Linked DNA regions of Sus scrofa: regions 2, 3 and 4 are each linked to region 1. A link is a contact called in public Hi-C, HiChIP or PLAC-seq and promoter capture Hi-C data. All regions are on one chromosome and are shown on one strand. The core of a region is the stretch at or near the end of the contact, and the rest is flanking DNA. Distances in the headings are between cores, read along the strand shown.

Region 1 (7,085 bases), core at 1,077-3,576:
AGTTTTTCTAAAGGCCAATCCCTTTAAGAATTTCCAAACCTTAAAAGAAAAGGGAAGGGTCACTGATGGAAAATGAAAAGATGAAAAGAGAGACCAATTTAAAAAGACGGACAAGAGCTTTTGCTACCCGAGGCCAAAGCTGAGCTGCTATAAGGTTTGGGAAGGGAAGGAAAAAACAGCCTCTCTGTTTTCTGTTTCCACAGGCCAGGACTGCCCAAGGAGATCTGGGAAAAGCCTACATGCCTAAAGCTTGCCCAAATCAACCACATTAGGGACCAGGTTTTGAGGGGGGGCAGAAGGTTGGGGGCAGGGAGGGGCGGGGGGCAGATCAAACAACACCCAAAGAAAACCTAAACAAGAATAAAGGGGCACCAGATTGGATGGGAGGCCTCTGGGTGGTACCTAAGGTTTTTTTTTTTTCCAATTGTATTAATTCCACAAACATTTAGAATGTACCTGCTAAGCGCTGGCTGTTGCAGGTGGTAAAACAAGCCAGCTGGCAGGAAGGTGCTCACTCGGAGACACAAACACAAAGCGGAAGGTGAAATCTGCCCCGAGGGAGCTCAGATCCATTTCCTGAGTTCAGAGTAGGGGCTGTTCCTGCTGAACCTGGGAAACTCAGGAAGCAGCCCCTCGAGGCTGCAGTACAGACCAGAAAAGCCTTGCCCAGTCTTCCCTGACCTGGGAGGACAGACGTGAGAACCTATCTGCTCCCTGAGCATCCTGGGGGAGAGCCAAGCAGGCACAGAACCACAAGCTGATCAAAAACTCGCCTCCTGAACCACTGGGGAAAGTGCGGACCCCATAAAGCTCATCTCGCTCACCTGGGAGGAAATCCACAGCCACTGCGATTCCCTGTCTCATTGCTCAGTTTAATCCCAAAGACACACAAACCAAAATTCAAAGCAGGATTAAAAAACAAATCATAAGCAGGCTGGAGTCATCTGTGTCTTTGGCTGGAAGGGAGCCGGGATCTACAGGGTGGCAGCTCGGCCCACGTGGAGAGGAGTGGGTGGCGGGAGGTGGGGGGGTGTCTTTGTGCGAAGTTCCTCAACCCCTAGGACAAGTGACTGCAGGGGACACACGGGACACACGCAGGGGAACGAGACCGCACGCAAGATGCAAACCCAGGCAAACCCTAGGTTTCTGTAGCGCCAAGAGGCCGCAGGCTTCACTGCATTTGAACCAGCCAATGGGGTCCCAACCACTGAAACAGGAAGCCGGATAAACAGCACGTTATCCAGGGGGATCCGGCGCTTCCCAGAAGCCGGCGCCAGCTGCGCCCTGGGCTGTCCTAACAAAGTCCCATTGACTCGCCAGCTGATTTTCCTGTGTTGGGCTCAGGGACAAGGAACCCTCGCTGCCGGATGGACGTCACCTCTGCCCAGGGCCCCCACCGCCCACCGGTCAGCCTCTCCCACCCCGCCTACCCTCTCTGCCCCCTTCAGACCTGGCCGGTTCTTTATCCTCCGACCAGTTTCTATCAGCTCCGAGCATAGAAGGGACCAGAGGGCCCCAGCAAGGGGACCCCCAGGTGAGCTCCGAGCCCACCCGTTCTCTTCCCCTCTCTCCCTGTCCTCCGGGAAGCTTGCTCCAAGAGGGCGATTCTCAGCGCATCACCCCCGCCAGCGAGGGTTTCTAGACCTGCGAGCCAAGGTCACTTGCCCAGCTCTTCTCTCCTGGGATGGGAGGTGTGGGCAGGGACTCCTCGGCGTCTCTGATCATGGGGTCTCAACACACTTTCAACTGCACCGCAAGGGAAACCGAGGCTCGGAAAGGCTGGAGTTGAGTGGCCCCTGGTGAGTCAATTCCTGGGCTGCCCCACAGGGACATGAAGACACGCACCTTCCCGAGAAGCCGCTGGCACCCCGGTTGTTACTCCAGCGCCTCTCCGCGCCCAGCGCGCAGCCTCTCGGGGGCGCGAGCTCACCTCCCCTACCCGCGCCCCGGGAACTCGGTCCCGGCCCCGCAGGACCTGCCAGCCCCGCCCCGCGACCGCCCGGTCTCCGCGCAGGCAACTCACCGGCACGCCGGCACTCCCGGGCCCCGGCTCCTTGCATCCGGACCGCGGCGGCCGAGCCCTCGGCGCGAGGAGAAAGTTCTCGGGCTCCCGCGCCGGCTGGGCCCTCGCGGAGTCTCGGCGTCCGCGTCCGCGTCCAGCCGCGGGCTGGCACTAGGGCCGCCGGCGGCCCCGGCCCCGCGACGCGGAGGGAGGCGGCATCCCGAACAAAGTGCGTCCCGGCCGGGCGCGGGGCGGAGCCTGGTGACCCGCTGCCCCGGGCACACGCCGGCCGCCTCCCCGGGCCGGGGGGCGGAGGCTGCGCCGCTCGGCGCCCTCGCTCCCCCACCCCCCGCGCTGGGCCCGTTTAACCCGCAGAGGGGCGGAGGCGCCGGTCCCTTCCAGACTTTGTCGCTGGAACGCTATTCCCGTAACCCTTTCCTGCCTTCGCCTTCCGTCCCGCCTCCGCGGCCTCAGAAAGGAGGAGCTGGGTGGCGGGCAGGAAGCCTTCGCACAATCGAGCCTTTCCTTGGCCCCGGGCCGCCGCCGCCACTTCCAGGCCCGGCCGCCCCCACCCCCACCCAAGTCCTCGGCCGGCTGGGCAGTTCTTAGGAGAGGGGACAGATGGGTCGGCCAGCCCACCCCCCACACCCCGTCTGCCTGCCCCCTTCCTTCCTCTGTCCCCCTGTCTGAGCTGGGACACGGGTGCAGGGGAGAGGGGAGACCCCAGGAGAGCCAGGTAAACAGTAGGTGCTCAGTAATACAAGGCATGGGACTCCATTCCACCTCCTGCCCCTCCTCCTTCTGGGACCTCAGGGGTGGGGTGGGGAGAGGAGGTGACCAGACCTGCAGAATGGCTGGAAGGAGGGCTTCCGTCAGAACCTAGGGCACTGCCTGTGCAGTGCAGGCCCCCAGCCCTACATCCCAAGAGAGCACATCAGAGGTCAGACGGTGGACTCTGGGACACAGGGAATAGTGCCACCAAGGACCCTGGAGTCTGCGATCAGAGATGTTGCCGCCTCCCCCCCACCCTCAAACATTAGTTTCAGAAGAGCCAGCTCCCTGGGTCTTAGAACCCTTCACCAGGGACATCAACCAGTGGCCAGCAGCGGCACTCAAGAGTCCAGAGCCCTGCCACACCCATCGAGTCACTCAGGTCACAGTGGCTGTGGGTGGCCATAAGGGAACAACAAAGGGACACCAGATACTGGGCCAGAAGTGACACTGAGGAATCCCACCTTGTCAGGGAAAAGGGTTTTTAGATGGTTTTGTCTGTGAAAGAAATGAGTTGTCTCTGCGGAGTGGGGGTGGGGGCATCTCAGAGGAACCCGTGCATGTGATGAGCCCCTCACCCTGTGTGTAGCAGCTGGAAGTGCGGGCTCGAAGGCAGATTGCCTGGGTTCCTGGAGCTACGCTTCACCAGCCCTGGGAACTTGAACGGATTCTTGAACCTCTGAGTGCTTCAGTTTCTCCCTCTATGAAATGCAGTAATAATAGCTGCTGTCTCCCGCGACTGTCAGGAGGATTATTAAGTGTGACAGTATAGGTGACACACTCAGGACAGTGCCTGGAACTACTCTGTAACCATTTGTTGTTATCCTGATCCCTGAGCCCCGCACCCTGCATCCAGTTTGGCGTTCAGCGGTGCCCTAACTGGGACCTCTCCTGCTTTTCACAGGCTCCTGGGCCAGCAAAGGGGAGCCTGGTCCTTTAAGAAGAAGCACTGTCCTTTCTCGAGGCTCATGGGGGTGTGGGCTGGCTGGGCTCCTTGGCCCTCCTAAGCCAGGGAACTGAGGATTACACAGCAGGCTTGCCAGCCAGTATCAGGGCCTGAACTGTCTGCTGACCCTCGGGGAGGCTGGACTCAGGGCCCCACCCGCACCCATAATGTTGGGAAGATGCTGCTGCCTGGGTGCTGAATGGGGAAGAAGGCCAAAACCATGGCTTTCTGAGGGTTAAATCTAGTCCATCAGTATTCCCCCCCCTTTTATGAATGGCTGCTCATCCCTGTCCCCTGCCCCCAAATGTCCCAGTCACAGCCCTCCAACAGTGCGGGTGTCCAGATTAACACGCCAGCAGGTGGACGGGCCGGGGGTGGGGGGTGATGAACAGACCAGGTCTTGTCGTGGGGAAGGGCTGAGGCTGTGCTGGTGCCTGAGAGCAAAGGTGGAAATGGGGCGGCGGCGGGGCAAGGCCCCCGGGACCGCAGACGCAGCGCCGCCGTCTGGGCAGAAAGCAGGGTCCCGCCCAGCCCAGAAAGGCCGCTGCCAAGTGCCTGCCTTGTGAGTGGTTTTCCTCCCAACACAGTGATGACTCAGTTGCTCTGAATCAAGCAAATGGATTTTCCTTAAACATGAAAATCAATAAGAAGGAAAGTCAAGAAGGGCTTGGCTGCAGGGAGGTGATGCAGGAGGCGTGTGGGGGACCCTGGCTCCAACTTAGGTCCCCTCAAGGTGGCCTCCAGGCCTGCTGACCTCACTGAGACCCTTCAACCCATGCCCCCCTCGATCCCCAGCTTAAAGCCAGGCCTGCTCTGAGGAAAGAGATTGTTAACAAGAGGATTAATGTCAGTGTGACAAATGGGTTATAAAAAAATCAGCCCAGGAGCCTGATGTCACCACGAAGTCTCAGATCTGGCTTGAGGTGAGACGCCTAGGGAGCCCCTAAGGAGCCCCGAGCAAGCACAGCAGGTGGCATCTCCAGGCCTGGCCTGAGATCTTGGGGGCTCTGCCAGCTTGAGGTCTGAGGATCAGAGCTAATTTGTTTTACGTTTGGCCCGGGGTGGGTTTGAACATCAGAGCTCCCACACCCTATGCAGCCCGGGGACTGTCTGCCCCTGCCGGCTCCCCCGCAGGGTGGCCAGAGCAGCCCGTTTGGCCAGAGGGGAGCACAGGGCAAGACTTTATTTTCTCAGGCATTTAATAAACAGCATTGGGAAGCCTCTGGCTCCATCCACAGAAGCATAGTGGAAAAACACTGGGTGTCAGAGGATCTGAGTCCTCACTTTGGCTCGGCCCTTGCCGTGTGCTCATCGAAAGGCGGGGCGGGGGGACACCCAGGGGCTCCCCCCCCACCTACCAAGGCCTGGGAGAGCCCTCATGAGAGAACAGAAGAGAAGCTGGTTGACACAGCGCTGAGCAAATATCAAGAGAAAGGCCACTGGAAATAGAAGACACCTCCCCTCACCCCATCCCACCACGTGCACTCTGGTTCTGTGCTCCGTGCAAAACTCATTCTGAGTGATAGAAATCTGAATACTAACAACGCTCGGCCTTTCTAGCTTCCTCCCTTAGCCCGCAGGGCCTTCATGCCAGTGCTTTGGGTGGGGCATGGGCATGGCAGTCGGCCCCACCCGCTGGCTCAGGCCCCTGGAGAAGCAGTCCGTGGGGAAGGCTGGTGCAGTGCAGGGTGCTTTAGAGAAGTGAGGGAGCCACGGCCTTGTGGGGAAGGCACTGTTTCTCCCTTTCTCTCTGGTAGCAGGAAGTGAGATGTGCTGACAGCTAGTCACTGTGTTTGGCCAAAGCCAGCTTTTCCAGAGAGGTGCCTCTTTAAGGGGCCAACAGGGCAGGGATGGGGCTGCTGGGGAGACAGCCTCCCTCTTTCTCAGTAGGCTCTGGTGAGAGTCATCCCAAGAAAAGAGCCATCGTCCAGCCTCCAGAGCACTCGCTGGACACCAGCTGTAGTCTAAGCATTTCGTACGTCTCATGTTTATCTGTTGTATTTTACTTTATTTATTTTTTGGCTGCACCTGCTGCATGCAGAAGTTCCCGGGACAGGGATGGAACCCACAGGACAGCAGTGACCTACCCGAGTAGCTGCAGTGACACGGCAGATCCTTAACATGCTGAGCCACTGGGGCGCTCCTGTCTCTGTTTTATAGGTGATGAAGTTGAGGTCAGGGTCTTGCCTGCACCCTCCAGCCAGGCATCTGCATCAGGGAGTCTGGCTGCTGGGGGTCCGCAGAGGAAAGCAGGGCTTAGTGGTGGGGCGGGGCCGCAGCCAGGGTCTCTGTCATTTACCAGCTTCAGCACATTTATTTCTTTCCTCTGAACAGCTTTTGGGAGGTATAATCAACATACCCTGACAGTCACCCATTCTAAGTGTGCGTTTCCATGCTTCGTAGTAAAGCTACTGTGATGCAGCTGCCACCACAACCAAGTTCAGGACTATGTCTATTTCCCCACACATTTCTGGTAGAGTCTCTCTCTCTCTCTCTCTCCCTTTTTTTTTTTTTTTTTTTTTTTTTTTTTTGCCTTTTCCAGGGCTGCTCCTGTGGCACATGGAGGTTCCCAGGCTAGGGGTCTCATCGGAGCTGTCACCAATGGCCTACCCCAGAGCCACAGCAACACCAGATCCGAGCCGCACTGCGACCTACATCACAGCTCATGGCAATGCTGGATCCTTAACCCACTGAGCGAGGCCAGGGATCGAACCCACAACCTTGTGGTTCCTAGTCGGATTCATTAAACACTGAGCCACGACGGGAACTCCTCCTCATCATCTGTAAAATGGGAACAACAATGGCTGCCTCGTACGCCTGTCCCCAGCATTTAATGAGCATGTACTGGAAGTGACACATGGTAGGATCCGAGTTATTACCATTCAGGTCTCTTAGGGTCCCTTGAATGTGGCCCTTCGGAGCTGGGCCTGGTCTGGAAGACTGTCCAGTCCCACCCTCTCTTTCAACAGGTACGGAAACTAAGGTGCCAAGATGTCAAGCAAATGGACACACAGCAAATTCAGCGGCAGGGCTGGAATGGAACCCAGGCCTCTTGGTTGATAGTTCAGTGCTGTCTTGTCTCCCACCAGACTTGCATCCGAGGCACAGGGGTGTCATTGTCGGCAGCACCCCTACTCTCTGGGAGGCCCTCAGGGCAGTGCTGACTGGCAGGCAGAGACAATGGAATTTCCTTGTGCTGGAACGAGAATGCAGCTGGAGGCCGGGTGCAGAATCAAGGGACAAGGTCCAACATGGAGGCAGGAATGTCTATTGTCAAGTCAGGGGATGCATTGACTCAAAGCAGCCAGGGGACCGCCAGTCTCTGCAGAGCCCACGGGCAGGCCAGCTTCACCGGCATGTGACCTG
Region 2 (6,595 bases), core at 4,079-6,578, 270 kb before region 1:
CCCCACTTCCTGTCGCAGGAGGTCCGTGCAGTGCGGGGGCAGGGGCCTGGGCTGGGGTCGGGGTGGGGGTGGGGTTCTGGATCAAGGCCACTCTGATGGCTCCTCTAAGAAACATCAAGATCTGCTGGGAGTTCACTCCAGCTCAGGGAGTTCACTCCAGCTCAGCGAGTTCAGGATCTGGCGTTGTCACTGCGGTGGCTCTGATTACAGCTGTAGCTCAGGGTGGATCCAGGAACTTCCGCATGCCCGGGTGTGGCCAAAAAAAAAAACAACAAAACCAAAGGCGAGTCACCCACCAAAATCATCCAGCCTAGTGGGCTGCCCTGTCTGTGTTGAGGGGAAGGGGTGTTGTTGCCTGAGACAGGCACCTGACCTGGGAAGGGGTCCCCCTCTGCCCCCTTGCCCCCTGCTGGCGTATACCTGCCCTCTCTGGCTGGGCACCCCCTCCCAGCCCGTGGCCTCCTCCAGGCCTCTCTCCCCCTCCTTTCTCCCACAGGCCGGGCCTCACTTTCCCAGCAGCCTCCATTCTCCCCAGCTCCTGGCCTCCATCACCCCAGCGCTCCCCTTTCTCACTAACCTCTGGCTCCTGGTCCCACTGTATTTCCAGGTTCCTCGATCCTAGCCCTCTTCCTGCCTTCTCCTCCTGGCTCAGCCTCCCCACCACCCGAGCAGACCCCGCTGCCCCCATAACACAGGCCACCATGTAAAACACTCCTCCTCCATCTCTGCTTCCCAGACCTACCCTGGGGGTCCTCCCTGCTCCCCCCTAGCCTGGCAGAACCCCATTTTCACCACTGCAGACCCAATCCTTGGGAGTCGCACTGCCTCATAGGGTGACTTCTCAGGAACGGCTGTGTCCCACCCCCTGGTGATGAGCAGATGAGCTGGGGGTACCTGAGACACGACAGACAGGCTGTTGCCCTGTTTTAAAAACTAGAGAATGTGAGGGGGCCTCCTCTCCGCTCCCAGCACGTGAAAGCATCACTCCTTTTCCCCCTTTTCCTAGAATTCTCTTATTTTCAGGCTTTTGCAGACTGACTTGATTGGCAGTGTTGGAAAGGGGGCTTTCGGCCTCGGAGAGGCAGCACCAATGGAGAAAGATGGAGATAAAGCCTCCGCCCCAGACTGCAGAGCCTTTTGTACTTGGCCTCAGGCTGTGGATTTAAGGATAATTCATTCTGACTGGCATGGCCTTGCATTCACTTACCCCTTAAGGGAAACTCGGAAACGTTTTCCAGCAAACCTCCTCCGCCTCCCACCCCGAGATAACCTAGAGACCCCCTCTTCCAGGAGAACCTGCAGACTAGAAGCCAGAAGACTCATGGCCCCCTCCCTCCTCTCGTCCCCACTTTCAGGGAGAAGGTGGACTTGCAGCCATGGTCCCGGCTCTGGACCCAGGAGCACTGGCTGTCCCTTCTGGGTCAGGTCCAGGAGCAGAGGTCTAACACTGGCCCCAAGCATCTGGCCCAGGAGCTCCTGGCTCTGGGCTGTGTGACAAGAGCCCCAGAAGGCACGATGGCCATAGAGCCAAGGCTGCAGGGGCCCAGAAGTCTGAGGAGACGGAGCGGGCAAGGCAGGCTGCAGTGGGGCTGGAGCACCAGCAGATGGCTGGAAGGGGACTGAGCAGGGGGGCTTGGAAAGGGGCAGGCGGCCAGTCGAGTGGTTTTCCAAGCTGACTTGGCACTTTTCCACTTGAATTAAAAACGATATGGGAGTTCCCACTGTGGCACGTCAGGTTAAGGATCCAGTGTTGCTGCTGCTGTGGCGTAGGCCCCAGCTGCAGCTCGGATTCCATCCCTCTCTAGGGAACTTCCGTATGCCATGGTTTGGCCAAGAAATAGGGAAATAAATAAAACTCCCTTTCCTGGATTTGTCACCAGGCTGGCATCCTCAGAGGGTGAGGCCAAGGGGGCAGGGGGCACCTGCCAGGCCCAGTGGAGGCACCGAACTGGGCCTGGGGGCCTGGTGTCCTGGGCTTCCTGATAGTGCAAGGCGGCTGACAGAGCACCTACCCAGTCCAGCTTCGGGTCCTGGAACCCCTGACCTGTTACGGCTCAGCCGACCAAGTTCCCTGTACATGGTTCACCGGCATGACTGCTCTGAGGCAGTGTGCCCATTCAACAGATGGGGAAGCTGAGACCTGGTGACCTTGGGAGATACACTCAAGGTCCGATGATATTGGGGCCCAAGGGTGAATCCAAGTGTACGGGACAGGAGAAGGTGCCTTTGGGCAGCTGGCAGTGCCTCACAGACCTGGCCCCTCGAGTGGAATCCGCAAGGCAAACAAGCACCTTCTTCCAGGTGTGGCGAGACCCACCTCCCTGGCTCTGGGAGGCGGCCCAAGGAGCCCCCAGGCTGGGTGGTTCTGCCCGTGCTCCAGCCCTGCCTGGCACCAGCCCTCCCCTGCTTTGGGGTCACGGAGCTGCCAGCCATGCTGAGGCAGGTGCGGACAGCCCAATGATGCGACCGCGTGAGTCCCAAGTTGACAGCTTTAATCCAGCAGGCCTTAGCCCTGGGGGGAAGGGCGGCCAGGAGGAGGGCTTCCATCCCCCGTTGGTGGAGTCCCCCCAGCCCCACCCCAGCCATGTGGGCAGGCAGGAGGGGCCCCGCCTTCTGGCCGGCCACCGACATCCTGGTAGGAGGAGGAAAGCAGGGGCTGTGACCCAGGCTTTCCCGTCCTTCCATCGCCCCGGTTAAAACGGTGAACGCACGTCAAGCCCCCGACCCGCCCCTATTCACGGCCAAGTTCCAGCTCAGCTCCTTTCCTCCTCCTGGGGCTCTGTTCCCAGAAGGTCTCAGGGTGTGGCTCGGTCTGGGGCCCGGCAAGAAGAGGACCCTGCCCGCCCCCCGGGCCACACGGAGGTCCAGAGGGAGGCGCCCCTGAGGGATGGCAGAGACACCACGGCCGGCTCTTCAGGCTCCTGGGTAGGAGGGCTGGGGGGGCACGTAGGGGGGTGGAGCTGCAAGCCAAGGAGACAGGGTGGGGGTCAGGGTGCACAGGAGGGCAGGCCTGGAAGTCTGGGGCAGGCACGCGAGACAGAGGTGCGGGCGTGGGGCGAGAGTTCAGGCTGGCTTACCTGCAGGGTTGTAGACAGGGGGCCCCGCCGGGTAGAGCGGATACTGGGGCGCAGGAGCACTAGGCGGGTACATGAAGCCAGGCTGGGGGGGTACAGGGCCGGCTTTGGGGTCCTGGGTGTACGGGTACACTGGTTGCACTGGGATGCCTGTCATTGGAATCTCCTGGCCTGGGTGGGGGACAAGGAGCCGCACTTAGAATGCCACCTCCATGGGAAGCAGGGCCGGCCCAGCCAACTCTGCTCCGAGACCTTGCTGAGCAGAGCCAGCGGGTTGCCTGCAGGTAGCCCAGAGGGTCAATTGCAGTCAGCACTTTGCTCCCCTCAGCTGGGCTTTGGGGACCTCGAGGGCTGGGGGCACAGCCTGGGGAAGGTGCTATCTGGGCAAGGAGACGGCAGCTGGGGGCTGGAATCCTGCAGCTTAGCAAGCCTGCCCCCAGGGGGCCTCTGGCATGGACCCCTGCCCAGCAGGTTTAGGCATAGGCGCAGCCACACGCCCTTTGCACACCCAGCCCATCCACGCGCTCACACTCCAGCCCCCGCACACACGCTTCCTGAGAGTCCCACAAGCCTGTGCACACACTCGCTGCCTCCAGACAACACAGGCACACACGGGTACAGTGTTCACACGTGCCCCTGCACGTTCCTGTGTATGGGTGACAAGCTGGCAGGTGGTGAGTCCAGGACACAGAATCACGTCTCCTGGAGCTCCAGTGTCCACCCGGGGGCTCAGCAGGCCTGTCTGGGGCGCACCTGCCCAGCCCCGCACCTACCTTCAAAAGGGCTCTGCAGCTGCTGGCGCCGGCGGTACAGGTAGCAGCAGGAGCAGAGGAAGCAGCAGATGGTGGTGGCGACCACAGCCACGAAGAGGATCACGGCAGAAGCGATGCCTGCTATGGTCTTGGGGCTTTAGACAGAGAAGCGTGCCTCACCTTCCAAGCCTCAAGCAGAAAGTCCTCACAGGGTGACCTGAAAGCTGTGCTTGGACTCCTGGCCAGCAGGGGGCCACAGAGAGCTGAGATTTGGGGTTCCTGGTGGGCTCTGCGGAACCCCGCAGGGGATCTTAGGGAACCACGCTTCCCGGAAGGCCAGGCGCCTGCTGGCCAGCGAGTGGCCTCTGGGGATTTGCAGTGGGCGCCCTACGGCAGCAACTTAACCGGTTAGACTTCTGACCGTGAGCCCTGCAAGTCCCCTGGGCAATGATCCAGAGCTGTTTTTTAAAATCCCACTGCAATGGGTCTTCTTGTACCTGTTTTATATGTCAGCAGGCCCCTTCAAAAAGACGCTGGAAAACCACTAACTGTGGCACCCCCCGCCCCCCGTCCCGGCCTGGTTTCAATGAAGAGGAAAGTGACCCACCCAGGACGTGTCTTCTGCAAGACCACGCAGCTAGTGAGGCATGAGACTGGGTCTCCTGCCTTCCTGGCAGAACGACACCGGCCCTGGCGCTGACCCTGCACCCTCCCTCTGCAGCCAGGGCAGGGCCAAGGGGAGGGCTCAGCCCCACCAGCACTTGACGTGTTTACTAACGGCCCCTCCTGGAATTCCCAAGCTGGACACTCAAGATTCGCCTTGTCCCCTAGCCGGAGCCTGGGTCTGGGCTAAGAATGTGGAGGTGGACAAGGAGGGGAGGAGCCCACCTGAAGGCCAGGCAGTGCTTCTGCTGCCTCTCGGTGATGAGCAAGGTCGGGTCTCTGCAGCAGTAGCGCTGGTAGCAGGTCCCGCAGCAGAAGGTTGAGAACTCGCAGTTAAAGCCCGGCTGCCAGGAGCCATTCCGATCCACGTACCAGAGGCAGTCCTCGCCGGCTAGCGCTGCAGACAGGGGTGCGGGTGCCCAGTGGCCACCGGGCCGGGTCTCTGGCTGCCCCCCTCCCGCGCGCCCTACTCTCACCACCCGAAGGTCTGCCCTGGTCCCTGAGCCCAGAGGCCTCTGCCTGGAGCGGCCCCCCCGGGGTCAGCCCACTCTTGCCCTCCTCTCCCACGGACCCCGCCACGCCCGGGCACCGCCTCCTCCAGGGCCTCCCCCGCGCGCGCCACGCCCGCGGCCCCCGGCCCTTACCCAGGGGCGCCCCCAGCACCAGGAGCGCGATCACCGCGAGCGGCGCGGCCCCGCGGAGCCCCGCGGGCGGCATAGCGGGGCGCGTGGAGCGGCCGCCGGGCGCGCAGGACAACGCCGGCCGCCCAGCTCCGCGGGGCCAGCGCGCCCGCCCGGCTCCTCCCCGCCTCCTCGGGGCGGGCTCGGCTGGTCCTCGGTGATCTGTCCCCGCGCCCCGCCCGTCCGGGGTCCACGCCGGCCACGCCCCTGGCCACGCCCCGCGCGGGCTCCCGCGACCAAGCGGCTGGGCACAGTGGGGGCCCGCCGGGCCTGGGCCCGCCCCCTGCCTCGGCCCAATCAGCGTTCTGGGCCCCAGAAGCCCTGATCCTGGTGCCATCTCCGAAAGCCCAGGCACAGGGGCCGACCCGGACCTTCCCTGTGCGGGACCACTTCTGCCCCAGTGTCCAGCCGAAGACGTCCTGCGGCGGCGGGGAGGAGCAGGAGGAGGCCCGGAGCACCCTGCCCCCACCGCGGAACACAGGCGCCCATTGAGAGGCGGCTCAGAGCAGCTTTGTCCCCGTCGAGCCCACAGGCCTGGACCCTGCCAGCTGCATTGGCTCCCTGAGCGGCCCCTTCCCCCTCCGAGTGGTCAGCGCTGGCATGCGCCAGCCTATGGCCTCACGCTTCCGGGTGGCTGGCCGCTGGGGCCACCTGGGACCCATCCAGTCAGACGGCCTTGAGAGTGAAAACCCCTTTCTTCTAGAGCAGCCCCGCAGAGATGCTGCAGGAAAGCAGGGCAGAGCAAGGGCCAGAGTTCCTTACAGCGAGACCTCTTTCAGTCTCCTGCTAAGTTTGTACTGTGTGTTGGTGGCCAGGCCCCTACTGCAGGGCCACACGGACCGGGAACATGCAGGGGACCAAAATTTTCTGGGGAGAAAATCCATAGCCTCCCTTAGCCCTCAGGGTGCTTGGACATGTCCCTCATTTGCGGTTCCCCACAATCCCATGAGCTAAACCAGGTTCACTGGTGTTGCCAGTCCCTTTTATAGACAGAGAAACTAGGACTCAAGGAAGTTATTAAAGTGTCCAGGTGACAGAGGCAGTGAGTGGCGGAGGCATGCTAAATCCAAGTGACTTCCCCCACCTCATGAGAGAAGCTATCTGCAAACGATATATGCTATACGAGGCTAATATCCAAAATACATAAAGAGCACATACGATTCAACGTCAAACAAACAATCTGATTAGAAATGGGCAGAGGGGAGTTCCCGTTGTGGCTCAGTGGTAACAAACTTGACTAGTCTCCATGAGGATGTGGGTTTGATCCCTGGCCTCAACTCGGTGGGTTAAGGATCCAGCATTGCCATGAGCTGTAGTGGGTCTCAGATACAGCTCGGATCTGGGGCTGCTGTGGCTGTGGTGAGACCAGTGACTACAGCTCCGATTCAACCCCTAGCCTGGGAACCTCCGTCTGCTGCGGGTGTGG
Region 3 (6,830 bases), core at 2,455-4,954, 330 kb before region 1:
CCACTCCTCACTGTGTCCCCTGGGTCGTCTCAAGAATCCCTGAGCTGGCCTCTGAGCCCCTGGTCCTGTCCCCTCCAGGGTCTTCCCGCTGTAGTAACTTCTCATCAAAAGATGAATACTGAAGAAGCTGTACTTGACCTTGTGGTAAAAGACCCAGAAAAGCAGAAGCCAAGAGCAAGGAGTCTGTGATTGTTTGTTTGTTTTTAGGCCCCCACCCACAGCTTATGGAAGTTCCCAGGCTAGGGGTCTAATGGGAGCTGTAGCCACTGGCCTACACCACAGCCGTACACGGATCTGAGCCATGTCTGTGACCTACACCACAGCTCACAGCCATGCCGGATCCTTAACCCACTGAGCGAGGCCAGGGATCGAACCCACAACCTCATGCATACAAGTCAGGTTCTTAACCTGCCGAGCCACAAGGGGAACTCCCAAGGAGTCTGTGATTAATGCATGTTCTCCATCCCTGAAATCCACCCTTTCAGAGTAAATGTGTTTTACATTATAGGCTATGACTCCTTCCTAACCAAGCCTTTAATCAAGGGCACACTTGAATGATTATTACAGCTGATGGCATCGGCATTACACGGCAGAGAGAGTTTAGGAGAGGGCCGGGGGGTTCCAGGAGTGCTTCTGCAGGAGGCAAAACTCCTAGGCTGGACCTTCACAAGTGGGCAGACTGGGGCAGCTGGGAAGGAAGGGAGAGGACCTTCTCCAGGGGCGGCAGCAGCATGAGCAGGGCCCGGAGGGACCCTGGCTTCCCAGACGGAGGCAGGAAGGGCATCTGGGTGGCTGAGATGAGGGCACTGAACACAGAGGCATCTGACCAACTTTTAAGAGGCATAAAGGAGATGCACTGGAAGGCTGGGTTTTTCTTTACTTGAGAGTGGGTGTGTGTGTGTGGTGTACGTGGTGTGTATGTGGGGGGGGAGGTGTGGTGAGGGGGTGAAAAGAGTGATGTCCTGGTGGAGAAACCTGACAGGTTCAGCCTCAGCCAGGTGACCACAGGTCGGCACAGCAGCCATAAGCCACGTGGACACTACTGCCCTCATTACAACGTTACAAAAATGACATCTTAACTCTGTGAACTTCCACGCAATTTTGCTGGGAAACCAAGTCTGCTCTGAAAAAAATACAGTCTAGGAGTTCCTGTCGTGGCACAGCGGAAACGAATCCGACTAGGAACCGTGAGGTTGTGGGTTCGATCCCTGGCCTCGCTCAGTGGGTTAAGGATCCGGTGTTGCCGTGAGCTGTGGTGTAGGTTGCAGATGCGGTTTGGATCTGGCGTTGCTGTGGCTCTGGGTAGGCCGGTGGCTACAGCTCCGACTGGACCCCTAGCCTGGGAACCTCCATATGCTGCAGGAGCAGCCCTAGAAAATACCAAAAAAAAAAAAAAAAAAAGGATGTCCTATCCATGAAAAAAAACTGTCCTGAGTTGGCAGTAAGAGCTGACAGAGTCCTCACAAGATGGCAGGCCTATATGAGGACCTTTGCAATGACATGCATGGAACTGCTGTCGGGAGCATCCTGATAAATACTGACCATCATCCCCTCCACCGAAATTCCTTACTCACCCTCCGTGCTGGAGTTTTGCTTTTGTTTTAATCATGCGAAGAGAAGGAAGGAGGCTGGCAGGACATATACACGATTGAGTCCAGTCAGGGAGAGGCTACGATCCACCATGACAGTGGCAATGCGAAGGAACAGGCACAGTGCCATCGGCGGAGACCTTCCCAGCACAAAGGGCAGTTTTGTGTCAAGGGAGGCTATTACGTCTTAAATGAGAGCTATTTAGCTCTGATATTTCACTTAGGATGCCACCTTTAGTAGGCAAATCCAGGAGGATCTAATGTTTCCAGTTATTCTGTTGAATTTCTGCCCCCAACCAGAACCAGAATATAAGCAAACAACCAAACATATTTCCAGAGGTCATGTTATTCTAGAGGTCCCTGGGCTTCTCCTTTGCCTCAGAGGTCAGTCTACATTACTTTCGACTTTAACCTGTTGGACAAGATCTATCATAAGGTTCATTTATTTCCTGAATGGTAAAAGATGGAAACAGAACTGCCCTGGAGGCCCAGAGGAAACGAATCCGACTAGGATCCATGAGGATGAGGGTTCGATCCCTGGTCTCAGATGTGGTTTGGATCCTGTGTTGCTATGGCTGTGGCGTAGGCTGGCTGCTGCAGCTCTGATTGGACCCCTAGCCTGGGAACCTCTATATGCCGCAGGTGTGGCCCTAGAAAGCCAAAAAGAAAAAGATAAAGAAAGAAAACTGCTCTTTGAGCCAGCTCTAAAAGCAAAAAGTTTAGTAGAAAGAAAAAGAGAAAGAGAACTGCCCTTTGAGCCAGCTCCAAGAGCAAAAAGGATTAGTGCCACCAGATAAGCAGACTTCAGTGGCAGGCAGGCATCTGGGGGACCTAAGCGCCCCTACCCAAGACAGGGCTTGTAGCCACGCCTGGAATCTCCCGGAAGGACTTGGGACTCTCACAGATGTGGGCCCATGATCCTCCCCCTTCTGCTCTCCAAAATTTCAATATTTGCCACCCTCCACACCCGTGGTTAAAATTCAGGAGTCAACCAAGAGTGAGAACGCCAAGTTATCACAAAGCCTGGCACATCCTCATTCCAGTACCCACTTTTACTCAAATTCTTTTGTTCATCAAACCCAGGATGTCCCAAAAGGAAACTGCCCAGTTCCGGGGCTGTTTCAGCTGAGGCACTGGAAGGTCCGCCCCCGCCAACTCCCGCCGCCAAAAGGCCTGAGTCAGCTCCGGGTAATGAGCCAGCAGGGTCAGGGCCGCCCTAGAGCAGAACAAAGCGGCTCTCCGCCAGGGCCCAGCCTACGTCCAGGACAGTGACAGTTCTAACTTCAGTTCGTGATTGGGAGGATGTGGTGACTTCCTGGGAAGCCCTGGACTAGAGACAGTGGTGCCCTAAGAGCGGTGGGGGGAGGAGGGTTCATCTGGATGAGGAGGGGGCAGAGGTGTGGTGGGGCGGTGGAAGGGGATGGGGCGTCTGAGCCGGGAGGAGGGGCCGGAGCGGGACGGGGGCACTCACCCCTGGTCCTTCACCCACGCGGTAGGTGAGCTGCACCTGCATGTGCTCGCCGGCGCTGCAGGGCTGCGGGAAGCGCACACAGAGGGCCTGGCCGTAGTGCGAGAAGGGCTGTGTGCACACCGGCACCGGCTCTGGCTCCGGCTCCGGCTGCCCCGGGCCCGGCTGCCCTCGCCGCAGCACCGCCGCCGTCACCTCCAAGCACGGGTGCGAGTCCAGCCGCAGCTCCGCGGCGCCGCCGGGCTCCAGGCAGCGCAGCTCTAGCACCGCCGAGCCGCTCAGCCCGCGGCTGCCCGGCCCGGGCCCTGGTGGCCCGAACTCGGCCCGCAGGTCCAGGTGCAAGTGCAGCAACTCGAAGGCGCGGAAGTTGGAGGCCGACGCCACATCCTCCGCCTGCGCGGAGCGCAGCACCCGCCTGCCGGCCCCAGGCCCGCTGCCCGCCATGCCTCTCCGCCGCCTTGCCGGGCCCGCCACAGAACCCGGAACCCGGCGTGGCCACGCCCCCAAACGCCCTGCCTCTCGCCCGGTACCCCGATACTACCGCATCCCATCCGGCCGCTGGCCTGGCCCGGCCCGGCCCCGCCCCGACGCTCCCGGTGGGTTGGGATCCCCAAGGCCTCCGCTCACCCGGGTAGGCCCCGCCCCTATGACCACGCCCCGGAAGCTGTCTTGGTCACGCCCCCTTCTTGAGGCCTCTTCTCCCCCCCCCAATCTGCACAGCTGGGACGCCAATTTGATCCATCTTCTCCCAAATTCATCCCACCCCACCGGGATGTTCCCCAGTCCCTTCTGTACTGAGGTTTCCCGTGTCCTACTCCTCCAGGCAGGTCGCACTGAGCCCGGATTGCAGGGGACTTGGTTGGAGATCGCACTCCTGGCGCTCGAATTGTTAGGGCCCGGTCGTGTTGGGCAAACCGCCTCCAAGAAAGGAGGCTCTTTCCGCATCTCTCTGTGCACCTGTAAAACAGAGGAATTATACCCGTCTCTCGAGCTGGAAGAACTTAATCGGAAACAGCACAGAATGCCACAGCCTATGGAGGTCCTCCTGGCACTGGGCACAGGGCTCCTTCTGTCCTTCCCCAAGGGTGGGGACAAGCACAGCACCCTTAAGGTGCGGCGGGCGGTGTGCCCTTCTGTCAGCCAGGATACCCCACTTCATGCTGTGCCCCTTCTCTGTACCAGTGGTTGCGGTCCCCTTTCTGTGAGGCGGAACCGGTCCATGGTGAGATTTTTACCGATCAGCTAGGAAATGAGATTTTAAAAGCGACACCGTGGGGAGTTTCTCATAAAAGGAAACAGTATCCTAGCACAGGGGTCCTACTTTTACGGAGTTGACATACCTTTTACTAAATGTGTGTTTCACTCACAAGAGAGCTTCCAAACACGCGGCAAAAACTGAAAGGAAAAATAGGCAAATCCACAACTACAGCTGGACATTAAACACTCATCTCTCAGCAGTTAATTGAACCACTAGACAGAAAATCAATAAGGATATATAAGGTCTGAACAACACTATCAATCACCTAGACCTTACTGGCTTTTATAGAATATCAGCATACATGCTCCTCTCAAGGTCACAAGGAACATTCACCAAATAGACCATAATCTGGGCCATAAAATAAACCTGTTGTGAAAAGCAAATTTGCTTTTCACAGAGCTATGGCTGAACAATTCTGGAATTGCACTGTAGATAATTAGGATTGAACAAATAAGTACATTATTGTAGATAAAGAGAACCAGGGTTCCTATTTGTAAGCTGCAGTTACAAATAGGAAAGAAAGGGATAGAATGAACCCTGTGCTGCTGGACTAGATAGAGCTAGAGGGCCTGGTGGTTTCTGTTTTATATGCACATGGATGGACGCAGAAGTGTAGTGCATGGGTTAGTATATTACATACATTCCTTGGCATGATCCCCTGGAAAAACGAGCAGCACTGACACCCCAGTAGCAATGAGTGTACCCAACACCCAGATTTTGGATTCCAAATGCTATTCTCCATCAGAAGGAAGTAGGGCTCCTTGGAGAAAATAGAAGACAAGCCTGGGGCTCAGCGGAAACTGAAATCTGACCAGTATCCATGAGAATGCAGGTTTGATCCCTGGCCTCTCTCAGTGGGTTGAGGAGCCGGCATTGCCTTGAGCTGTGGTGTAGGCCAGCAGCTACAGATCCAATTTGACCCCTAGCCTGGGAACCTCCATGTGCTGTGGGTGCAGCCCTAAAAAGACAAAAAAAGAAAAAAGAAAATGAGCCTGGAGCATCTTATGATGCTTGGAAGTGATAAAGTACTAAAAGAAAAAAAAACAAACAATAACAAAAAGCGATGTTGAAACGGCATAGGAGCTAAACCAAAAGAGCTCCCGGTAGCCAAAGTTAGAACCATGTGAGTAAATAAACAACAGAATTGGATTACAGCCCCCAAATAACATGAATACCAGTGAGTCCTTGCCAATAAGTAACTGAATAAACAAATAAATAAACGAGGGAAAAGAGACTTCTCTTCTTTAGAAGAGAATTCTGAATAATACAGGAGGAAGGAATGAGAAACACGGGAAGTCACTGTTAGAATGCCAGTGCCAAAATTAGCAGGCAAAAGTGTAAGCAAAAACATATTTGCCTCATTTCAAAGTATCTCCCCCCAGATAGTTACTCACTACAAGGAGGAAAGCAGTCATTTTACGGCGGACGAAGCCAGCAGCCCTCACCAGAATCGAGGGATCAGAAGGTCACTGTCACCAGCAGTCCTACACAGACACCACCTACCCTTGACCTGATGATGAGAGGAGGGTGAAGGCACAACCTTATGAGAAAACAGCAGACAAACCCAAACCAAGGGCTTCTTCAAAATAAGTCTCTACTCTGCGTGAGTATGAAGGTCAGACAGGGAAACTGAGGAACCATCCAGGTCAGAGAAGACGGTACAGCTCTGGAAGGTAGAAGCTCGTATTAGATCCTGCAACAGGGAAAGACATCCCAGGGAAAACTGGCGCCATCCAAATGAGGTGTGTGGTTTAGCTGATGGAACCGACCCGAACGTTTTATTCAAATAACCACTATTTAAGATGTTCCCAGGGAGTTCCCGTCATGGTGCAGTGGTTAACGAATCCGACTAGGAACCATGAGGTTGCGGGTTCGGTCCCTGCCCTTGCTCAGTGGGTTAAGGATCCGGCGTTGCCGTGAGCTATGGTGTAGGTCGCAGACGCGGCTCGGATCCCGAGTTGCTGTGGCTCTGGCCCAGGAGGGGGAGCCGGGTGGAAGGTATACTGAACTTGATTTTTGCAGTTTTTCTACAAAGCTACAATTATCTCAAAACGATGAATTAAAAATACAAAGGAGTTCCCTGGTGGCCCAGTACATTGAGGATCCAGCATTGTCACAGCTGTGGCTCTGGTTTCAGCTATGGTGTGGGTGCAAACTCTGGCCTGGAAACTTCTGCATCCCCCAAGCACGCAGAAACCAGTAAGTACATGAAACAACAAGCACCACGTTCAGGATGGCGGTCAATTCTTTTTTTTTTTTTTTTTTTTTTTTTGTCTTTTTGCTATTTCTTGGGCCGCTCCTACAGCATATGGAGGTTCCCAGGCTAGGGGTCCAATCAGAGCTGTAGCTGCCAGCCTACGCCAGAGCCACAGCAACACGGAATCCGAGCCGCATCTGCGACCTACACCACAGCTCACGGCAATGCCGGATCGTTAACCCACTGAGCAAGGGCAGGGATGGAACCCGCAACCTCATGGTTCCTAGTCAGATTTGTTAACCACTGCGCCACGACGGG
Region 4 (6,553 bases), core at 3,271-5,770, 440 kb before region 1:
AATTTGTCAAGTGCAGAGGGTGCAGGGAAGCATCCCAGGTTGATGGAGCAGCAGGTGCAAAGGCCCAGGGGTGCAGTTAAGAAAGTGCCACGTTGCTGGGAGCAGAGTCAGAGAGCAGGGCTGGTGGCGGGGGTAGGGGGGACTCAGGGGACTCGGAGTATCTCTGGATGGGACCTAGGGGGCCGGGGATGAGAGAGTCTGGAAGGTGAGCGCAGGCCTGCTGATGAGCGACCTCAAGGGACGGCCTAAGAAACCTGGAGCTGCCATCTATGAAGAATGCTTTGGCCCCGGGGTAGGAAGTGAGTCAGGGTGGAGTGGGCAGCGGTGCAGGCTGCCATTCAGCAGTGTAGACCTCCACCGCACAAAGGCAAGAGGCACAGGCAACCCCCTCCTCGCAGGTGGCACCTGGGCACAGTGCTAGGATGTGGCTCCATCTGAGGGGTCAGTCTTCCTAAAGAGGGGAGGGAATCCAGGGCAGGATGAGTAGAGGACAGAGAATGGTGGCCGAGCTCGGCAGATGAGTCGCATTAGAGGGAAGGACCTTCTAGGCTCAGCAAGCCCAAGGCGGGCACAGTTGGTGGGGGGGCTGCCACCCACGCCAAGCAAGAGGCAGCTCGTCCAAAGGTCCAAGGGGGCCTCAGGGTGACCTAGAACAGACCCATCTGTGGAGGCATCACCACCTCCCTCCAGTCCCGTGTCCCCAACCCCCAAATAGAGTGCTCTTCGTTCCCACTGCTTTCTCTGTAGTCTGGGGCCTGGCCCCCTTGTGTGCCACCCACCCGGCCCCCTGTGACAGCACCCCCTCCCCACTCACCCCACCCAGTGCAGGGATCGGCCGGACAGGCTGCTTCATCGCCACGCGCATTGGCTGCCAGCAGCTGAAGGCCCGAGGCGAAGTGGACATCCTGCGCATTGTGTGCCAGCTGCGGCTGGACAGGTGGGTCCGAGGAGCGGGACCGAGGGTGGTATGTGAGGGCCCGATGCCTCCTGGGGACACAGTGCTACAGGTACTTCCTGCGGGAAATGAAGGGCCCCCTTTTGCTTAAAGTGCTCTTTCTTCTGCCTCTCACACCCAGGAAAGAATCTGTCCAAAATTTTAGCTCTCTGGGGTGTTTGAGGCTCTGAGGATTTGTCCAAGCTTCCAATCTTTTTTGGTTTTGTCTTTGTTTTTCCAAATTCCCTACTCAGGGGACAGGTGGGGGAACAGAGTATGGTTGGTTCCAGAAACTAGGCAGCCCCAGGCAAAACACAGAAGCCCGCTGGATTTGGAGATAGCATCCAAGGGCCTCTACTGAGCTGTCACCTGTTTCCTGGGTCCCCTATCTAGAGGGAAATGGTGGCCCCTTCCCCAGAGAGCCGCTGTAGGGAATGAGGCCACTGATGCGAGTCTTTGGCAACATGAGAACCGACTATATACATATGTGAAATTACTACTTTTAAAATTACTGGGGAGTTCCCATTGTGGCTCAGTGGGTTAAGGACCTGACATAGCATCCATGAGGATACAGGTTTGATCCCTGGCCTCACTCATTGGGTTAAGGATCCTGCATTGCTGTGGCTGTGGTGTAGGCTGGAAGCTACAGCTCTGATTCGATCCCTAGCATGGGAACTTCCATATGTGGCAGGTGCGGCCCTTAAAAAAAAAAAATGAGAGAAGGAAATCCTGGGGCTTGGGCATATTCCTGGCCTGGCTTGAGGAGTTGGGGCTGGCTCTGCCCCAGCAGCTGGTGGTCAGAGAAGCCCTGGGCATGTGGGACCCCTCCACAGCCCTGCCAGCCCCGCCAGCCCCAGGGCTTGGTGAGGAGCAGGGGGTCTGGGAACCGAGGGAAGGAGCTGGTCTCAGGGAGGATGAACCTACGAGGAGGAGCCAGCCAGCCGGCCTTTGGGAAGGTCAGGATCTCTCCATGGGACAACGATGCCCAAGCAGACCCCTGACTCATGCCTACGTGCCTCTGCCCACAGGGGTGGCATGATCCAGACGGCGGAGCAGTACCAGTTCCTGCACCACACCTTGGCCTTGTACGCTGCCCAGCTGCCGGAGGGGCCCAGCCCCTGACCCCTGGCACATCCCCAGTGCCGTTTCCCCCAGGCCTGGGGTGGTGGGTCTGGTGAAGGTGGCTTCGTGATCTGGGGAGCCCCGAATGGGCTTGGGGATGGGGTGTCCCTCAGTGCGTATCCGGGGTTACAGGAAGCTGGCTGGCAAGGACAAGGTCAGACACTGGGGCTTCAGCACTGCCCACTCCTCTGCTTCCTCCAATGGCCCCAAGTGGACACCAGGGGGACCCCCACATCACTCAGAACTTGAAGCTAGTGGCTGACCTTTGTAACAGAGCTGAGACAGAAGCCCAGGAGTCCTGGTCTCTGAAAAACCGTGGGCACCTCGGTCTCTTCTTCGGACAAGGACATTGGGCACTTTGCTGCCCCAAGGGGCAACCAATCAGCGGAGCTCCTAGAAACTGCTGCAGCTGTACCCCCGCCCCAGGGGGCCAGCAAAGAGTGAGGCCAAGGGCATCGTCTGCCAGGCCCTGCACGAGAGTGGCCCGAGGCCAGGCCAGCCAGGAAAACCCGGTCCTACCCGGTCCCCACAGTGACTCTGCTTCCCCAACACACATCTACACTCCAAAGGGAGCAAGGACCCGGACTACCCTGTGCCCACACGTGTCGGGGGAGCAGGCTTCAGAGGTGACCTGGCCAGACAGGTGAAATCTCCAGAAGAGGGAAAGGGTGAGACCCAGATGCCTGCCTCCCTCCACCCACCCAGCTACTCCCTAGGGGGCCAGCACGCTCTGCCTGCCTTCGCACCTCAGAACGGGCCGGGGGCAAACACCGGAGACCGGAGCAACAGAGCCGAGAGCGCCACCTGGTGTTGAGTGACCATCCCCGGCATGCCCTCCTCCCCAGGGGGCACACCTGGGCAGTGGCTCTTTCCAGCAACAACCTGGGTAAAAGCTCCCCACGCAGACCAGGGACTCAGGCTACACCAGGGCACCCCCCCCAGGGCCCACCCCAGGGAGCTAAGTCCAGGAAACCCAGATCCGGCTCAACCCAGGGAGGTGGCCAGATCCTGCATCCTTGAATCCAAGATGGGCTGCCTGTGGGGAGGAAGGCAGGTTCTCTATGGACCCCCAAGGGGCTGGATCCCGGAGAAGACCTGGGCCTCTCCCTCAGACGGCACTTCTGGAGCATGTGCAGCGTAGGAATTGGGGTGGCTTTCTTCATGCTTCTGCTCAGCCTCCTCCCTCACTGCCCACTCCTGAGCCTTCCCTTCTCCACGAGAGGCATTCGGGGTACCTGTGGAGCAGGGCTCAGAGCCCCTGGGTGCCAAATCCTGCCCGCAGGAGGAAAGCCACCACACAGGCCTGCAGGCTTCCCTCCTTGGGCGCCGCTGCCCCAGCCCTGTTCCCCGGGCTCTGGTGAGTAACCTGGTGTGAAAATAAAGACTTCTCGGATGCCCGAGTCATTCCTTCTTTCCATCTTCTTCGTGGCCCATTGGAGCCTCTTCCCAGGGATGGAGAGTAGAAATCCCCAGATCAGGCTGTGGCCTTCCTCCCGGGCCACGCCCTTTATAGCTCTTACAAGTGAAGCAAAGTGACACTGCCAGGGTGGGTTTGGGAATTGGGGGTGTTCCTGAGGAGCTAGAGAGGGACTTACAAAGGGCAGGGACTAGAAGGACCCTATCACTTAACAGTCCAGAACATTCTACTCAGCCAGGACTTTGTGACTCCTTCCCTTTGGCCACTGATCTCTCAGGTCATTCCGACCATTTATGCACCTTTGTCTAGAACAAAATACATGGAAGTACACATGTAAGTGGAATACCAAGGAAACCCCAAGGTGGGCTGGGGGCTGCGAGGTGGGGGGTGCGGGGAACACAGCAGGCCCCACACCTCCCACCACCAGTTCTCCTGAAGAAACCCGGCTTTTACCAAGTTACTCCTTTGCCACAAAACTTCCTCACGGGAACCCTCCCTCTCCCGCCCCGCAGACTTTTTCTGTTTGAGCCTCCTGGTGAGCCAAGGCTTCAAAGTCACTTTGGGCCAGAAGCTTCCTAAACAGGTGGTCGCGGTACCCTGCGGCCACCGAACGCTCCCGCCAGGACTCAGAGATGCTCAGTGGGCAGGTCTCGGGGAACAAAAGATCTCGGAGACCACCTCCTCGTCCGCAAGCCACCCACCTCCACCCTGGAAATGTGCCGGCTCCCCGGGGCCCCGCACCCACCTCGGGCGCGCCCACCACCGCGTACGAAGGAAGGGGGCGCCAGAAGGGTTAAAACAATGGGCGCTCTTTGCCCAGGGGCCCTGGCCCGCCCGGCCGGCCAGGCCTGTCCCCAAGCTCGCGGGTGCCCCGCCCAGCGCCCTGCCACCGCCCCGGGCGCGGAGGAGCGCTGTCGGGGGCGAGCAGGGCCGGGCGGGCGGCGCGGGCGGTGAACGAGGACGGCGACCGGGAGGAGGAGGAGGAGGAGGAGGAGGGGGAGGAGGACGCGCCGAGGCCACACCCATCGGCGCGCCGAGCCGAGCCCGGCAGCGAGTCGTCGGCCGCCGCGCGCGCTCCAGCCGAGCCTCCGCCCGCACCGAGCCCGGAGCCGGGCCGCACCGGGGAGGGGCCGCTCCGGCCGCAGCGCGAGGGCAAGAGGGGCGGCGGGGAGCCGGCACCGGGCGCGGCCGGCGCAGCGACCATGATCGCTTTGTTCAACAAGCTGTTGGACTGGTTCAAGGCCCTGTTCTGGAAGGAGGAGATGGAGCTCACGCTGGTCGGGCTGCAGTACTCGGGCAAGACCACCTTCGTCAACGTGATCGCGGTACGGGGCGCGGGCCGGCCGGGCCTCGGGCCCCGCCGCGCCCTGTCGACCGATGGCCGCCTGGCGTGGCGGGCACGGCGGGCGCCGGCGGGGAGGCGCGGGCTGGGGCGCGCGGGGCCTAGCACGGCCCTGGGAACCCGACAGCGCGTGCCCGGGCCGAGATGGCACGGCGGGCGCGGGGGCGGGGGACGAGACCGCGACCTGCGGCGCCCAGGGTGTCACGAGGCCAGAGGGGCCGCTGTCCGCGGAGACGGCCCTCTCCGGTCCCCGCGCCCGGGCGCATGACGGGGCGAAAGTGCCGGGCCTGCCCGCGCGGCGAAAGGAGGGTCTCGGGACTGGGGGCCGCCCGTCCTGGGAGGGGGCCTGGGCCAGCCCAACCCCACCCCAGGGGGTTCATCTTTCCTGCCCGGAAGAGGAAGCCCCAGCGATACAAGGGGAGTGGGGTACCCCTGGGGGGGAGTGGAATCAGCTGAGGCCGTCGACCCAGCCCAGACCTCCCAGAACCGGCCGCCTAGTGAGTCCAGCTGGGGCCTGGGGAGCATAGCATCTACGGGATTGCGGAGTCCCCGCCTCGCTCGGAAGTTGCAGAAGGAGGTGCTTCGGCCCCGCAGGATGAGTTGGAGGGGCACTGCCACTCCGGGGACACCTGCGACAGTGGCTGTGAGGGCTTTGGGTCATCAAGACCTCAGTGGGCAAGTGTAAGCCTTTGGGTGCCAGGGGAGTGGCTGGCCGCCAGTTGAAATCTGGCTCAAAAAAAGGGGAAGATGAGCCCTGGGTCTGTGGGCTGGGCTGCAGTAATGGCTGCGGCCTGCCTCTCCCAGCCTGGCTGGTGGGGCCTGTGGGCAGAGGAGGAAAGGCCTGGGGACCCGGCTCTTGGCCCCAGACTGGGGTTTTGGAGAGCTGTGGATCCGCCCCCTGTGAGAGGTCAGTGGAGAAGCTGGACCAGCCAGCCTGGGCACCTCCCCTCCCTGTGTCTGCCCACCCCACAGAGGGGAGGGAGGGAGGGAGGCTGGGGGCAGGTACCCCCATGATCGCATGTTTGGGCCCTGGCTTCCTTTCCCAAACCTGTGTGCTTGTGGCTTCTGCCAGGGGCTTCTGGCCTCTCACAGCAGGGCAGGCTCTTGAGGCCCAGGCTCTGGATCTCCTCGGGAGAGGCCTGTTTAAACCTGGCGCTGTCTTGGTGCTGGGGCTCCAAAAGCAAGAGCAGGACGCCTGGACCCATGTCCTGCCACCGGCCTGGCTGGCTTGGCTTCCAGGCTCTGGATCTGGGAGATGTCTCTGGGGTGAGGCTGAGAGGGGAGCCAGTTGCTGCTCCAGTGGCTCGGCCTGGGCGGCACCTCTGGTCCCCAGGGAAGAGCTCCTGGTGGAGTGTTTACGAAGCTGTGCTCCTGGACAGGGATCCAGGCGGGTTCTGTGTCCTGGTCAGGAGGGTGTCCCCTGGAACAGCAGCATCTCCCGAGTGGGGTGCTCTGGCAGGTCAGAAACAGAGTCCGCCACCAGGATCAGTCATTATCTGAAGTGTGGGGGGAGGGTCCCCCTTTAGGACCTGAAATTTGCACCTCCACTCACACATCCTGAAAGTGCAGCCGGAGTTTCCCTAGAAAGAGGCTCCCAAGAACAGCCCTCCCCTGTGGGCGGCGTGGCAGTTCCTGCCTGAGTCCAGGGTCCTCGGCCGCTCTGCTGGCCGCTGGCTGCGCTCTGCTGGCTGCTGGCTGCGGCTCCTTGGCTGCGGCATTTCCTCCCGGCCTGGTCTCA

The links. Promoter capture Hi-C pulls out the DNA fragments that hold promoters and counts their contacts. Hi-C and Micro-C count contacts between places; a contact is called where the count stands out from the background. HiChIP or PLAC-seq counts read pairs in DNA pulled down with a chosen protein or histone mark.
Region 2: a contact with region 1 is called in an H3K27ac HiChIP or PLAC-seq map of alveolar macrophages. The contact joins the promoter of SHISA4 here to the promoter of NAV1 in region 1. A contact is called at or near these places in 2 of 47 Hi-C or Micro-C datasets (embryonic fibroblasts and heart right ventricle) and 2 of 2 datasets of contacts at active chromatin or transcription factors (alveolar macrophages and skeletal muscle).
Region 3: a Hi-C map of liver shows a contact between it and region 1, with 4 times the contacts expected there. The contact joins the promoter of RNPEP here to the promoter of NAV1 in region 1. A contact is called at or near these places in 2 of 5 promoter capture datasets (fetal liver and fetal skeletal muscle), 7 of 47 Hi-C or Micro-C datasets (embryonic fibroblasts, heart right ventricle, liver and 4 more) and 2 of 2 datasets of contacts at active chromatin or transcription factors (alveolar macrophages and skeletal muscle).
Region 4: a promoter capture Hi-C map of liver shows a contact between it and region 1, with 4 times the contacts expected there. The contact joins the promoter of ARL8A here to the promoter of NAV1 in region 1. A contact is called at or near these places in 1 of 5 promoter capture datasets (liver) and 1 of 2 datasets of contacts at active chromatin or transcription factors (skeletal muscle).

What each region holds. Positions count from the first base shown.
Region 1 is chr10:23,880,962-23,888,046 of Sscrofa11.1, reverse strand. NAV1 (neuron navigator 1) reads right to left here and starts at 2,326. Exons shown (of 31, transcript XM_021064517.1): 1 at 2,024-2,326.
Region 2 is chr10:24,157,381-24,163,975 of Sscrofa11.1, reverse strand. It overlaps SHISA4 (protein shisa-4), which reads right to left and starts at 5,328. Exons shown (of 5, transcript XM_021064525.1): 1 at 5,134-5,328; 2 at 4,715-4,886; 3 at 3,848-3,981; 4 at 3,078-3,245; 5 at 2,472-2,960. The coding sequence starts at 5,206. The coding sequence ends at 2,914.
Region 3 is chr10:24,215,018-24,221,847 of Sscrofa11.1, reverse strand. It overlaps RNPEP (aminopeptidase B), which reads right to left and starts at 3,704. Exons shown (of 11, transcript XM_021064527.1): 1 at 3,061-3,704. The coding sequence starts at 3,501.
Region 4 is chr10:24,322,192-24,328,744 of Sscrofa11.1, reverse strand. ARL8A (ADP-ribosylation factor-like protein 8A) reads left to right here and starts at 4,520. Exons shown (of 7, transcript XM_021064533.1): 1 at 4,520-4,798. The coding sequence starts at 4,676. PTPN7 (tyrosine-protein phosphatase non-receptor type 7) reads left to right here. Exons shown (of 10, transcript XM_021064534.1): 9 at 824-937; 10 at 1,963-3,456. The coding sequence ends at 2,056.